Linked DNA regions of Mus musculus: region 2 is linked to region 1. Evidence: chromatin contacts called from public Micro-C data. All regions are on one chromosome and are shown on one strand. The core of a region is the stretch at or near the end of the contact, and the rest is flanking DNA. Distances in the headings are between cores, read along the strand shown.

Region 1 (6,920 bases), core at 2,053-4,552:
CACTTAAAGACCAGCAGAAAGTGTTAAGTGTATCAAAAGGGAGCACAGCTTAAGGAAACCAATTTTGACAGCTTTATAGTGATCTACGGATTGTTCCAATGTCCTTTGAGTACTTCCTTCCTATGCTTGTCATCTCTCCCCTCTGGGGACTGCAGAAGGCTTGGCTGCAGGGTGGGGTCAGCTCTGCACTGTCTAACACTCGCATGGAGACATGCGTTTCCCTCTGATCTCCATGAATAAGTCACTGAGCCATCATCAAGTATGCATGGGTTCCCATTCTTCCTATGCTGTTCAGTCGGATCTATCCAGCCTACATAAAGGGCAGAAGGCTCTAGGTTGGCTTTTAAACAAAAACAGGTGATCAGGGGCTGGAGAGCTAGACGGCTGAGTGGTTAGGAGCTTTAGCTACTCTTCCAGAGGTCCTGGGTTCAACTCCCAGGACTCATCTGGATGATGATGGTGGCTCACAACTGTCTGTGCCTCATGTTCCAGGGGCACATGGCCTCTATAGGCACATGTGGTAAACAGATATGCATGCAGGCAAAACTCTCATACACATACAATAAAATAGTAATAAATTTAAAATAGTAATAAATTTGACAATTAAAAGAAAAACCCACAGGTGATTTGAAGGAAAAACGAAAGAAAAAACATCGCACAGTAAGTGAGCAATAGCTAGAACTTAACCCTGTCTCGGGAGAGCTGGGCTGGAGTTTATCTCCTCAAGTCTTTACCAGGAAAAAAATTTTTTTCTCTTAGTTGATTCTCAGCAGTGACAAAATTGCTCTGGAACATTTAATCTTCATGAGACAGCAAACGAATGCCAAACCACCATAAAACATATCAAAAAGCAAAGTCTGGGAGACCGTCTCAGATTATGTGCAAACCAGACTACTTTTTTAATTTTTAAAATTAGATTTATTGATTTTATTTTATGTGTGAGGCTTTTGCCTGCATACAAGTCTGTGTAACACTTGCATGCTTGGTGCCCACAGAGGTCAGAAAAGGCCATCAGATGTCCTAGAACTGGAGTTAAGGATGGCTGTGAGCCACCATGCTGGGAAAAGAACCCTGGTCCTCTGCGAAACAGTCGGTGCCCTTTACCACTGAGTCACCTCTCTAACCCTAAGACCTAGACCAATTTTTAAAAAACAATGATTGTTCCTAAATTGTTCCTATTTGTTCTTGAGGGTGTCCTAGAACTCACTGTGCAACTCAGGCTGGCCTTGAACTCATAATCCCCTCTCCCCAGCCTCCCATATGCAGGGACCACACTGATCCCAGTAGGTCACTTTTTTCTCCAGTGGTGACCAAAGCAAGACCTTGTTATAGACAGAACCCAGAGAGTCTAATTCTACTTGTCTAGTCATTACAGCTGTGGGAAGTGTTCACACCTGAAACTGGGCATCTCTCTCTATGGCTGAGGTCTTGCAGAAAAGTCATACAATGCAGTGCTTTCCCCCCTTAGGGGACTAGAAGGAAAACTAGACCTTCTAGTTTTGTTTGACCTTCTAGTTTTGTTTGACCAAACACACTAGACCTTCTAGTGTGTTTGAGGCTGTGACACTGGGAATGCCTAACTCCCACTCCTGGTGAATTCCAGGACATTCACTCCAGATATCTCTCCTCCACCCCTATCCAGATGGGATCACGTCACCATCATAAAGGACTCTGAGCTCGGTCTTGACCCAGCTCTTCCTCCAAAGGAAAACAGTTCCCATTTCTCATCAAAGGGTTTATTCCTTCTTTTCAATAAGCAGTGTCCCTTTGCTGGGCTGAATTTGGATTAGTGACCTAACTCAGTTGTTAGAACTATAAGATGGTTGGGGGGGGGGGGGAACTTAGGTCACTAATCCAAAAACTAAAGTTTAGAGTGCCACCCAAGCGACTTACCCAAGGTCTACATAGATGTGCCAGAGTGGACAGCATCCAGAACTAGGGTACCTTATTTCTAGTATACATTTCCTTTTCTAGTCACCACTCTCTGCCCACTGAGGCTGTTTGCCCCAGCCAGATGATGCAAACCTGTGTACTTGTGAAATCGAAGTACCTTGGAGGAAAATCTCAGGATCTTTGTTTACACTAAGTCTGGAGATCTATGAGAAAGCATTCAAAAGCATAAAGTGCCTGTCAGTGTGTAAATATGGCACAGATGCGCACACACACACACACACACACACACCAGCCAGAACTAAATGCAGGGATCACAAAGGGCCAGCAGAGGGCGCGCCGCCCCCAGGGAGGTGAGAGCTAGTTGTACCAAGCAGCGAAGATTAGGAGAGCCACAGGCTAGGAGGATGTACCTCTATCTCCCCGCCACTCACCCGGTAGGACTAGGCGAAGGAGGAGGGTGAGAAGACCCCCGACTCCCCGCTTCGTGGATCTGAGGGGCAGAGAAGGGGTGCTACCTAGAAATTACATCACGCTGCGCAACGCTGCGGCTCTTGGTGTGTGTGTGTGTGTGTGTGTGTGTGTGTGTGTGTGTGTGTGTGTGTGTGTGTGTGTGTGTTGGGGGGAGGGGACTTACCCCAAGCCCGAGAGAGAGAGAGAGAGAGAGAGAGAGAGAGAGAGAGAGAGAGAGAGAGAGAGAGAGAGAGAGAGTGTAAAAAAGACACGCACCCGGGAAAATGCTCCATGCACATGGAGAAATTTCTTGCTAGGAACTGCACTGGAAACCGGGCCCCCGGCATCTCCCTGCTGCTCCCCTCCCGGTACAAATCACTCAGCTAGTGAGAGTCCCCCAGCCCCACCTCGACAACCCCACACCCCTCAACTCCAGCCCTGCACCCTCCAGCCTGGCTCCAGCGCCGCCACGAGCTTTCCCCGGGACTGGCCCTGGCGGGGCGCCTAGAGCCCCATTGCATTGCTCCAGGAGAAAGGAGGGGGGCGGTGCATTTTGTAGGAGGAGGAGAACCGGGGCGGGGGTTGGGGGGGGGAGAGAAAATTGCGCGGAGACCTGCCAAGCGCCACCGCCGCCGCCGCCACCGCCGCTGCCGCGCCGCCGCCGCCTGTGAGCTCCGGCGGGCAGCCTGACTGTCGGCTTCCCGGGGCATCTGGGTCCGGCGGGGCACAGTCCTGGGCGCTGCCGGAGCCGCCGCCGCCGCCGCCGCCGCGGCGACCAGTGCAGTCGCTTTCCCCCCGAGCCCGTGCGTCTCCGGCTCCTCGCGGGTGGAGGAGTTGGGGGTGGGGTTGTTGTTTGGGGGGAAGAAGGGGGAGGGGGCAACGCGGAGAGAGAGTCAGTGGTTTCCATGGTGATGGAGCTGAAAGTGCAGGAAATTTAAAGGCTTGGACCCTGCGAGACAGACAAACCGGTGCCAACGTGCGCGGACGCCGCCGCCGCCACCGCCGCCACCGCCGCTGGAGTCCGCCGGGCAGAGCCGGCTGCGCTGCCCGGAGCAGGCAGAGAGAAGTGGCCCAGGACCCGCTCTACCGGAGGCTCCGCACAGAGAAACAAGACGCCGAGCGACCGGAGGAGGAGGAGGGAAAAGGCTCGTCCACGCGCCCTGCGCCGCCGGCAGCCCGGGAGAACAGCGAGGAGCCGGCGCCCCCAGCGCCCCACGGTCGCGCTGGAGTAATCTCGGATGCCCGACCGCGGCCGCCTTCCCAAGTAGAGCGGCGGGGGGGAATTGCGACCAACTCGTGCGCGTCTTCTGCGCCGCGGCGGGAGCCGGCGCTGCGCGAACGGCTCTCCTCGCGGCTCATGCTGCCTGCCCTGCGCCTGCTCAGCCTCGGGTGAGCCACCTCCGGAGGGACCGGGGAGCACGGCAGCGCCGCGGACTCGGCGTGCTCTCCTCCGGGGACGCGGGACGAAGAGGCAGCCCCGGGGCGCGCGCGGGAGGCATGGAGCGCTGCCCCAGCCTGGGGGTCACCCTCTACGCCCTGGTGGTGGTCCTGGGGCTGCGGGCAGCACCAGCCGGCGGCCAGCACTATCTACACATCCGCCCAGCACCCAGCGACAACCTGCCCCTGGTGGACCTCATCGAACATCCAGACCCTATCTTTGACCCTAAGGAGAAGGATCTGAACGAGACGCTGCTGCGCTCGCTGCTCGGGGGCCACTACGACCCGGGCTTTATGGCTACTTCGCCCCCTGAGGACCGACCCGGAGGGGGCGGGGGACCGGCTGGAGGTGCCGAGGACCTGGCGGAGCTGGACCAGCTGCTGCGGCAGCGGCCGTCGGGGGCCATGCCGAGCGAGATCAAAGGGCTGGAGTTCTCCGAGGGCTTGGCCCAAGGCAAGAAACAGCGCCTGAGCAAGAAGCTGAGGAGGAAGTTACAGATGTGGCTGTGGTCACAGACCTTCTGCCCGGTGCTGTACGCGTGGAATGACCTAGGCAGCCGCTTTTGGCCACGCTACGTGAAGGTGGGCAGCTGCTTCAGCAAGCGCTCCTGCTCTGTGCCCGAGGGCATGGTGTGTAAGCCATCCAAGTCTGTGCACCTCACGGTGCTGCGGTGGCGCTGTCAGCGGCGCGGGGGTCAGCGCTGCGGCTGGATTCCCATCCAGTACCCCATCATTTCCGAGTGTAAGTGTTCCTGCTAGAACTCGGGGGGGCCCCCTGCCCGCGCCCAGACACTTGATGGATCCCCACCAACGCCCCCCCTACCCCCACCACCTCCAACCAGTTTCACCACCCTCTAGCGAGGGTTTTCAATGAACTTTTTTTCTTCTTGGCTACAGAGACCTGGCTTTCTGGTTCCTGTAATGCACTGTTTAACTGTGTAGGAATGTATATGTGTGTGTATATACGGTCCCAGTTTTAATTTACTTATTAAAAGGTCAGTATTATACGTCAAAAGTTACCCGGCTTCTACTGTATTTTAAAAAGGCAAGCAAAAGGAAAAAAGAGCAGAGAAAAGAGAGACTTATTCTGGTTGTTGGTAATAATGTTAACCTGCTATTTATATCCCAGTACCCTTCGCATGGCGAAGCAGGGGGGAAAAGTTATTTTTTCTTAAAAGTACAAAGAGAGGGGGAACTTTTGTAGAAGGACTTTTTTTTTAAAAAAAAGCTATTTTCCATTCTTCGGAAAGTGTTTTGATTTTCCTTAGACCTCGAAGAAGTTATAGAGTTCAATGTTATTTTACAGTTATTGTAAATATAGAGAACAAATGGAATGACTAATCATTGTAAATTAAGAGTATCTGCTATTTATTCTTTATAATATCCCGTGTAGTAAATAAGGAAGAAGTGCAGAACAGGATTAAAGAAAACCACTAAAACCGACTGGGCTCTACACTGTGATTCACTTGTGTTGGTGATTGATGGGGGGGTGGGTGTCGCCGAGCTTACTACGCCTATTGGGAGACATGCTCATCCGTTCGTACTCCCCCCCCCCTTGTGGGGTGATGAAGGTGACTGTAAAATTTTCAGTGTGTGTGCCGGGGCGGGGGGGGGGGGGTGTTATTCTCAAACCCCATCTTTTAAGTATCATGTGGCTTTCTGCAGAGTCTCCAAGGGTACCCTCCCCGGTGACACGAAAGCTCAGGCCTATAGTGACCTCGACACCCAGCCGGCCCCCTGGAGCTGACCCCGGGCTGGGCCGATGAGGGCGGGAGGGAGGGGGCGGCTGCTTTGTCCAGGCTGACAGGCCCTTCACAATGGGGACACGTGTCTTTCACACCTTCCCTGGGGGCGGAGTGCCGCTGAAACTTGACCCCCGAGGAATGGGGGGGGGTGTCAGAGCGCGCCCACCCAGATCCAGCCACCCCTCCCTCCTTGCACCCCCACCACAATATCCAGCCCTTGTTAACCCTTTGCACGCCCAGAAACTATGGTGGTTACGGCTAAAGTGACCCCTTGAATTCAACTACATACAACCTCAGGGATCCTGCAGGTCTGGAGCCCCCACGTCCCAGACCCACAACTGACTAGGGAGAGATAATTTGGATATTTGACACTCACATGGGCCTCTTCCAGGACCTAAGGAAGACTGAGGTCCCAAATTTCAGAGGTGTGTGAATCTGGGTACAAATCACCAACTCTGGGACCTGCACTGAGGAGAGGGACATGACACCCCCCTTCCCTGGACATTTACTCCACTTGGGGTTGAGAAGGGAGGGGAAATCAAAATGGGATTTTTGCTCTTTAGGACAGATGCAAAGTTACCCCTTAAAGGTTCGGGTGAATATCACTGTACCCCACCCTTAAAAATTCATTTTCTTGGAACCGGCTCTAGACTCTCCCGTGCATCTCTTCACCTCAATCCCCAGTGGCCGTCATCCACTCAGCTCCACGTGGGCCGGCTTCCTGACACCGCTCCCCGCTCCTTTTATTTATCTTGGACTCCACAGTCGCTCTCCTTTGCTCCCTTCCCCACCCCCTTGCCACCTCGTCGCGCCTCCCTCCAAGCCTCCTGTCCTCTGCCTCTCCTCCCCCCCCCCCCGAGCTGCCCCCCCCCCCGGAGTCGCAGCGAATCTATGCTAATTATTTCAAACCTGCGCCGAGTCCCCAGCTCAGTCTCAATGCCCCGGGCCCCGCCCTCCCTGTCCCTCCAGCCCGGCGCTTTCTTCCCTCCCGACGCAGCCTCGGTGGCTCCTCATTTCAATAGCCTGGCCCGGGAGCCGGAGCCCCCTCCCCGGCGCTGCCTCCGTCAGCCGTGGGACAGACGTTAGGGTATTCATTAACTGGGAGCCGAGGAATAACGGCATTATTCCCCCAGAGAGGGCACCCTGCCCCCGCGACTATCTGAGGCTTCATTGTAAAAGGATTAAAAGTTAAAGACCTCCATCTTATGATTCTTTCATTTAATCTTTCTGGCGCCTGGGAGACATGCTCGATGGATGATGGCTTTTAAAATATTCCTAATGTCGGCTACCTTAAGACTCCAAGCCGGGCAAACAAACGTAATTTATTTCCAGAAGAAAGAGGATATTGAGATGTTTAAGTTTATGAACCGCCGTCCCCATGTATATTTGTTAAGT
Region 2 (6,920 bases), core at 3,272-5,771, 1.1 Mb before region 1:
TCCTCCCAATGCACAGGTTCCCAGGCCCTGGGAGGGCACAGGAGCAGGGCAGGCATTGTGCACAGAGCTAAATTTCACAGCTATCAGGAGACTGAAACATAGCCACTACTCACATAGGACAAACCCTCCGCAGACCTTCAGAGGCAGGATGGCTGATTCCCACCACCTGCCCTGTCACATTCCTCTGCACGGCCCCAACTCATCCCTACTGATCAGTACAGTTAAGTCTCTTGAAAGGACAACAGGTAGAAACCACTGGTTGTATGTACACACATAAGGGTAATTTCCAAAATCAGAGAAGAGGGCCTTACAGCCAGCATGGAACCTTGCTTTCTATGGTCTGTTCTATTCCTCCCTCTCTGAACCACACACTGAAAGGTTGGAGGAAAGAGAATCAACAAAGTCCTCCAAACTCTAAGGATGTCCCGTCATTGACCATCGGGACTCAGAGATGGGGCCAGGAAGGAAGAGCAGCCCAGAAATGAACATCATGAATGAAGACAGATGGGTATTGTGGTTATACCCGGTGTAGGACACTGAGGCTGAGCTCAGTTTGCTTTATCTTTGCATCTCACATATGAAGCTGCATATATCATTGCTTAGAATGGCCAACAAGCCATACATTCAACTAGTGACTCATTGAACTGGCAGCCAAAGGATCCAAGGAAAGTGCTTCTTTACTTCCCTGATGCCTTCATATGAAACCAGAATCACTGGATGTGATAAACAGATCCTTTGGCTGTTGCCAATGAACTACTCCATGTCCTATGTACTCCCTTCCCTCCTTGACTCAGTCTTAGCCACACCCCTAATTTTGAATGATGGGACATCAGGCAAGTAAAGGCTTCAGGGACAGCATGTTGGGGCTTATCTACTTTGCTGAGAAAACCATTCAAGGAAGGCCAACTGAGAAGAGAGAGACCTTGATACTAACTACATGGAAGAAGAGGAAGAAGAAGAGGAAGAAAAAGAAGAAAAAGAAGGAGGAGGAGGAGGAGGAGGAGGAGGAGGAGGAGAAAGATGAGCCATGCAAGCACCCAGCCAACAGAAGACTGGGGTGATCGTCTTTTTATGGAATTGTCTGGAAAAAAACCAAACCAAACCAAACAATAGCATGTCATGGAAGGAGCTCAAAAATGGGCAACTGCTACTGGTAACTTAGGGTGTAGATGCAGGTCAACCTTCATGGTGATTTGCCACTCTGCATTCACTTAAGAATCAGCCTCAGGACTCAAGGGCCACCTTTCCTGGCAGATGGAGACCATCACAGAAACCCACAAGGGAACACAATGCAGAGATGATGGCGAGCACCCCTCCATCACAGCTCCTACATGTGTGTGTCAAGGAATGAACATTTCAGAAACAAGAGCTGAAACATTTGGAAGAGGTGGAGTTCCAGGAAGTCCGCTTACGAGGGATTCTCTCCTATAATTAAAATTCTGGAACACTCGTCACACCCTTGAAGTAGAGAAGACAGAGGGAAGAGCGAGTCAGTGTAGTAAGGGAGTAGGGGCTTCAGGTCGCCGATATCCAGAGATGACCAAGACCAATAAAGGGACTGAGCAGTCAGTCACCAAGCCAGTTTATTTTCCGCAATGAGAACTACTACAAAACCACAGCCTTAGGCTCTCTTGGGGTTTAGGACAATGATTGCTCCAGGCAAGCAGGTTCCTTGAATCAATGAGTTTCCTATGTGGAAACATGGGGAAGAGAGGGAAGGCAGAGAACTCTGAACATGGAGCCCTGGGGCTGTGCTAATGGATCATCACACTGGCCTCCTTTCTTATGCCTGGAATCCTCTGCCTGTTTCCAGTCAGTGTGCTTGCACATCGCCTTGTGGATGGGTTCACAGGGCTGTGGGGAAATTAGCAAGATTTTATTGAAAGGACCCAGATGTAGCTGTCTCTTGTGAGACTATGCCGGGGCCTAGCAAACACAGAAGTGGATGCTCACAGTCAGCTAATGGATGGATCACAGGGCTCCCAATGGAGGAGCTAGAGAAAGTACCCAAGGAGCTAAAGGGATCTGCAACCCTATAGGTGGAACAACATTATGAACTAACCAGTACCCCGGAGCTCTTGACTCTAGCTGCATATGTATCAAAAGATGGCCTAGTCGGCCATCAGTGGAAAAAGAGGCCCATTGGACACGCAAACTTTATATGCCCCAGTACAGGGGAACGCCAGGGCCAAAAAGGGGGAGTGGGTGGGTAGGGGAGTGGGGGTGGGTGGGTATGGGGGACTTTTGGTATAGCATTGGAAATGTAAATGAGCTAAATACCTAATAAAAAATGGAAAAAAAAGAGAAAATTACTCCAAAAAAAAAAAAGTTAAAAGATGAAACCTTCCTCTCTCTCTGACAAGAGCACAGAAGCTCTCCTGTGTGTGTGTGTGTGTGTGTGTGTGTGTGTGTGTGTGTGTAGATTAACATGGGCATCTTCTCTGTTTCTGAGACAGGGTCTCTCACTCAACCTGGAGCTCACTCATTGCCTAGGCTGGCAGCCAGTGAGCTTTTAGGATCTCCCTATCTCTGCCTCCCCAGTGCTGGGGTTACAGGCCCATGCTGCTGCTGCTGGAGGCTGTTCTTCCTCCCTCCCTCCCTTTTCATGTTGATGCAGGGGAATCCAAGCTTGTATCTTCATTCTTATGACCCAAGTGCTCTTTAATCCACTGAATAATCTCTTCAGCTTCCAGCGGAGTCCCTTCTTTTCTGAGAAGCAAACCGACTGAAGGGTTGGGAAGTTTATGAGGGACCACTGGCTCCAAGCTCACCTCAGGCGCTTCTCTGCACTCTCCTTCCAGTAACAGATGCCCACGTCAGCTCTCTCTGTTACTGGGTTTTGGAGTCCAGACTTTGTGTGCTTCTATGGCATCCTTTCCCTGGTATAGCCAGGTCTTATCCATCCATCATCTCACCAGCCCCAGCCCAGTCAATGGCATGCAGTGGTGCTCACTGAATGTACACCGCATCCACCCCAGGGCTCATGTTTCTGGGATCTGACATCACAAGAGCATCTCAGAATGTCATCTTACCATTCACTTTGCCCAGGTGTTAGCAGGAGGAAATGAAGGCCACGGGACCAGCCGTCCATTTACCCGGAAACTTCTGCTCAGAGAAAGAGTCAGGGCTACTTATCATGAACTTCCAGTGCCCTTGGCCAGGGTCCGGAATTTCCTGAATTTTAGATTTCTCTTCTCTCCTTTCTTATCTCTCATTTTTTGGTAGTGGGGTGGGGGAGGGGCATCCCAGTAATATTTGCACCCCAGGAACCCAGTCTATGTTCACAAAAGCCTTTCTGCCTCATTGAAAAGCTTCTTGCAGACCCTTCCCCACAGGTCTGAGGAGACAGCTCACTGTGATATAGAACTAGCTAGACATGGGTAAGGCCATACATTCAACCATCAGTACTGCAAAAACCATCCCACATGCTCCTCCACGGGTCAGGGGGACTTAGTGCTGGATAGAAATGTGTAATTGGTGGGTGGGTGGGGGTGGAAAGTGGAAAGAGAAGCGTGGAGATGCGGTTCGTGTGTCTCAGTTCTCCTGGCTGGGGAGGCAGAATGCCTACATTCCAATCCATCCACTCCGCCAAGGTGTTCTCCCCCACACCCTCAGCAGCAAGGTCAAAAAACTGGCCTTTTCACAGCCTTCAAAAGGCCAGAGGGATGTGCTGCAGCCACAAACAAGATTCCCCTAATCTTTTAACAAAGAGTTTACAAATTTATTTTAATTAGTATTCAGACCTTCTAAGTTAGCCTAATTACAGCCATGCTGGGCCTTTTAAATACTCCTAACTTTCATTCCTTGTGTTTAAGTCTCTCCTGCTTTCCTTCCATTGCAAGCAAATGTCTGTCTTGTTAATTCCCTCGGACAGCGTGGGAGACAGTTCACTTCAGTCTGCAGCTCCTGTCTCCATTCTACGTTTTTGCACATTGTTTGGAATTCAGGAAAGTTGATATCTTAGGTCGGATATGCAGTGGGGCTAGAAGGAAAGTACTAAGCTCACCAGGAGCGAGGAGGAGAAATATCCAGAAGTCATTCGCTTCAAGTCTATCCAAATCTCCTAAACTTGTCCTGGGGAGCTTTAAAAAACATTGCTAGCCAGGACATCGCCCCGGGGGTTGGGGGTTCTAATTTAAGTCCGGAATGCCACTTGGCCATCTTTTAAAAATCATCTTCTTTTAAAATCACCAATTTATTTCCACATTGCAAACCACTGACACGAATTTCTCATTGTTCTGCTCTGGGGGGCGGGGGGGGGGAACGGAGGGGGAAGGGCTCGCGTGCAAAAGGAGTCAGGGTGAGAGTTAGCGCGCGTTATTCCCAGCGCAAGGCAGAGAGTGAAGCAGGAAATCTGGCACCTGTGCTTTTCGCAGCCCACCAACGCCGCAAGGGCCGGAAAAACAGCGCGTGCGGCGATGCTACACACGCAGCCCTGGGGGGGCGGGGTGGATGGGCGGGCCCGATTTGGGCCCCGCCCCTGCACGCCTATCGGCGCGCGGTGCGGGCCCTGACGTCACTCTTGTCAGGGCAGCGGCACATGGACTGCCTGATGCGCTGAGCCCGGCGCTGCGGGGCCGCGGAGCGCGGGGAGCAGCGGCCGCGGCGGGGAGGGGGGTGGGGCGGGACGGCACAGCCTCCGGTGCTCGCGCGAGGGGCCGGGGCCCGCGCTTTGCCTTCTGCTCATCTGCAGCCGTCTACGTTTTCAAAATTTCTCTCTTTCCTTTTTCCCCCCACCTCCTTGCAATTTTGAACATTTTGCAAGACTGAGTGTTGGAGGCAGGTGAGAAAGCATCCTGCACTGGGTCGGAGGAGTCCGCGGCGCTAGATGCGCCTTCCCTGGACTGTCGGCACTGAGAACACGAAAGTTTTTTTGTTTTTGTTTTTGTTTTTTTTTGATATTTGTATGCTGATGTATTTACAAAGACAGAAGTGATTTTTTTTTTTCTTCCTTGTCTGCACTGTTTTGAAAGCGAGTACTTTTGGTTGGCAAAGGACGGAGGAAACAAAGCTCATCAACATTTCGGGGCGGCGATTGGCCTTCTTTTTAAAAAGACAATTGAGTGCATCACGATGGAGAAAATGTCCCGACAGCTCCCCTTGAACCCCACCTTTATCCCGCCTCCCTACGGCGTGCTCAGGTCCCTGCTGGAGAACCCGCTGAAGCTCCCCCTTCATCCTGAAGACGGTGAGCGTTGCCTCGGCAGCTGGGCTCAGGGAAGGGACTACACTCCCAGGGACCCCCCTAGTCGGCTGGGAGGGCACCAGCATCTTTCTTCCCCTCGCCTTGCTTTAGTGAAATTGGGGGGCTTACTCCCTCTTTCTCCTCAATGCAAAGGGGATCCCTCCGGGGCAACATTTGAAATAGCGCTGGGAACCTGGCTCGCCTGCCTTTCTAGGTCTGTCCTCCTGCAGCGCAGGTGACAGGTGAACTTGACAGGTCAGGATCGCTGCTTTGAGTGACAGGGTGTGCGCTTCCCTGGGAGACTAGTGTCTCTGGGACTGGAGAGGAGAAAGGGCGGGAGGTGGCTGGTTGGAGCCTGGCAGAGAGGGGGGGGTCAAAGTAAATGGGGGTTCTCACTCGGCGGCAGCCTGAATATTCGGATCGTGTTAGTGTTTTGTGTTGTGAACTCACGCGGCATGAGCGGAGAGGCGCTTTCTCCCGCAGACCCGCAATTCACAAAGCGGGGTGGGGGTGGGGGGAGTGGTCTGTCGGCGGGAAGCGGTGCACGCCTCCAGCGCTGACACTTTCCCGGTGCTCTCTTCCCGGTGGGAGGGGAGAGCTGAGCAGGCTCACGTGTAACCGCGTGCAGGAGCCTCCTCTGGCTTGAGCCCTTTCTTGGTAAGTCTCAAACCTTCCCTAGGCAACCGTGGCTTGGAGCTAAGGAGACGGGTAGGGGGATATGGTGGGGAGTGGGGGGGGGGCTGGGGGTAGATGCATGTGAGACCTAGCTGGGAACGCAATTGATGCCAGAACGGATTTGTGTTTTGGGCCGGTGCAGTTTCTTGCCTTTGGTGTTATCACAGTGACAGAAGCGAATTATGCTGCTCCTGCATAAATTCTTGAAAAGATTATTTGGCTGGAAATAGCTTCGGGGTGTTTGCATCAATTTCCCTGGGAGAGAACGCCTGTTGCATTGCAAGAGTTGCTGGTGCTTGATTGCGCGTGCAGACCGCCCCCCACCCCCAATACCCTCCCGCACTGCTTCTTAAGGAGTAGCATTTGGGAGAAATCTGCGGATGCGTTAGGCTTTTGTGGTCGATGTTTTTAAGCCTAACTCTAATGAGACTGCGGAGGATTTGAAGATTCGAATGGGTGGCGGTGGGACTACATTTCTCTAATGAGAAACAAAACAAAACAAAACTCAGAATCAAATTCTCTAATCCCTGATTCCACCCACACCTGAATATTGGCAAAATGCAGACAGCTCGGTAAAGACCAATCCGGGGGTGCTGTATTTCCAGGCAGGAAATAGCTGCATTCTTACCCTCAGAGAGTAGAACACAGCACCTTTGCATAGTACTGCCTTGTGATGGGGTACATAAATGTTTGCTTTCTTTTTGTAAATTAGGTAATATTTAAATGTTTGGGGGGAAAAGGAAAAAGAATCCACCTTCTAAAACAGACTTAGTCCTCTTGAGGGTTCTAAGCAAATGGATGAGTTCGAAAGTACTTCATTTCTACCCCGTCACCCCGGCCTGCCCACCCCTCCCCCCACAGTCTCCTTCTATGGTGAGAGAGCACCCTTATCTTCCTTGTAAATGGGGGATAATTGTAGGCTTGCACGTTTATTGAGATAATACATGGAAAGGAATAACGCAGAAACGACGCGTAGTATTAAGGGAAGGTGGGGGCGGGGACTGCTTACTAAGACTAAGCTTGCATACCCTGGTTTGTAAGTCAGAATGACCTCAGATTC

Evidence for each region. Hi-C and Micro-C count contacts between places; a contact is called where the count stands out from the background.
Region 2: a contact with region 1 is called in a Micro-C map of embryonic stem cells, with 4 times the contacts expected there. The contact joins the promoter of Hlf here to the promoter of Nog in region 1. A contact is called at or near these places in 2 of 484 Hi-C or Micro-C datasets (both in embryonic stem cells) and 1 of 115 datasets of contacts at active chromatin or transcription factors (astrocytes).

The regions. Positions count from the first base shown.
Region 1 is chr11:89,298,941-89,305,860 of GRCm38.p6, reverse strand. Nog (noggin) reads left to right here and starts at 3,302. Exons shown (of 1, transcript NM_008711.2): 1 at 3,302-5,223. The coding sequence starts at 3,841. The coding sequence ends at 4,539.
Region 2 is chr11:90,388,518-90,395,437 of GRCm38.p6, reverse strand. It overlaps Hlf (hepatic leukemia factor), which reads left to right and starts at 4,521. Exons shown (of 4, transcript NM_172563.3): 1 at 4,521-5,188. The coding sequence starts at 5,074.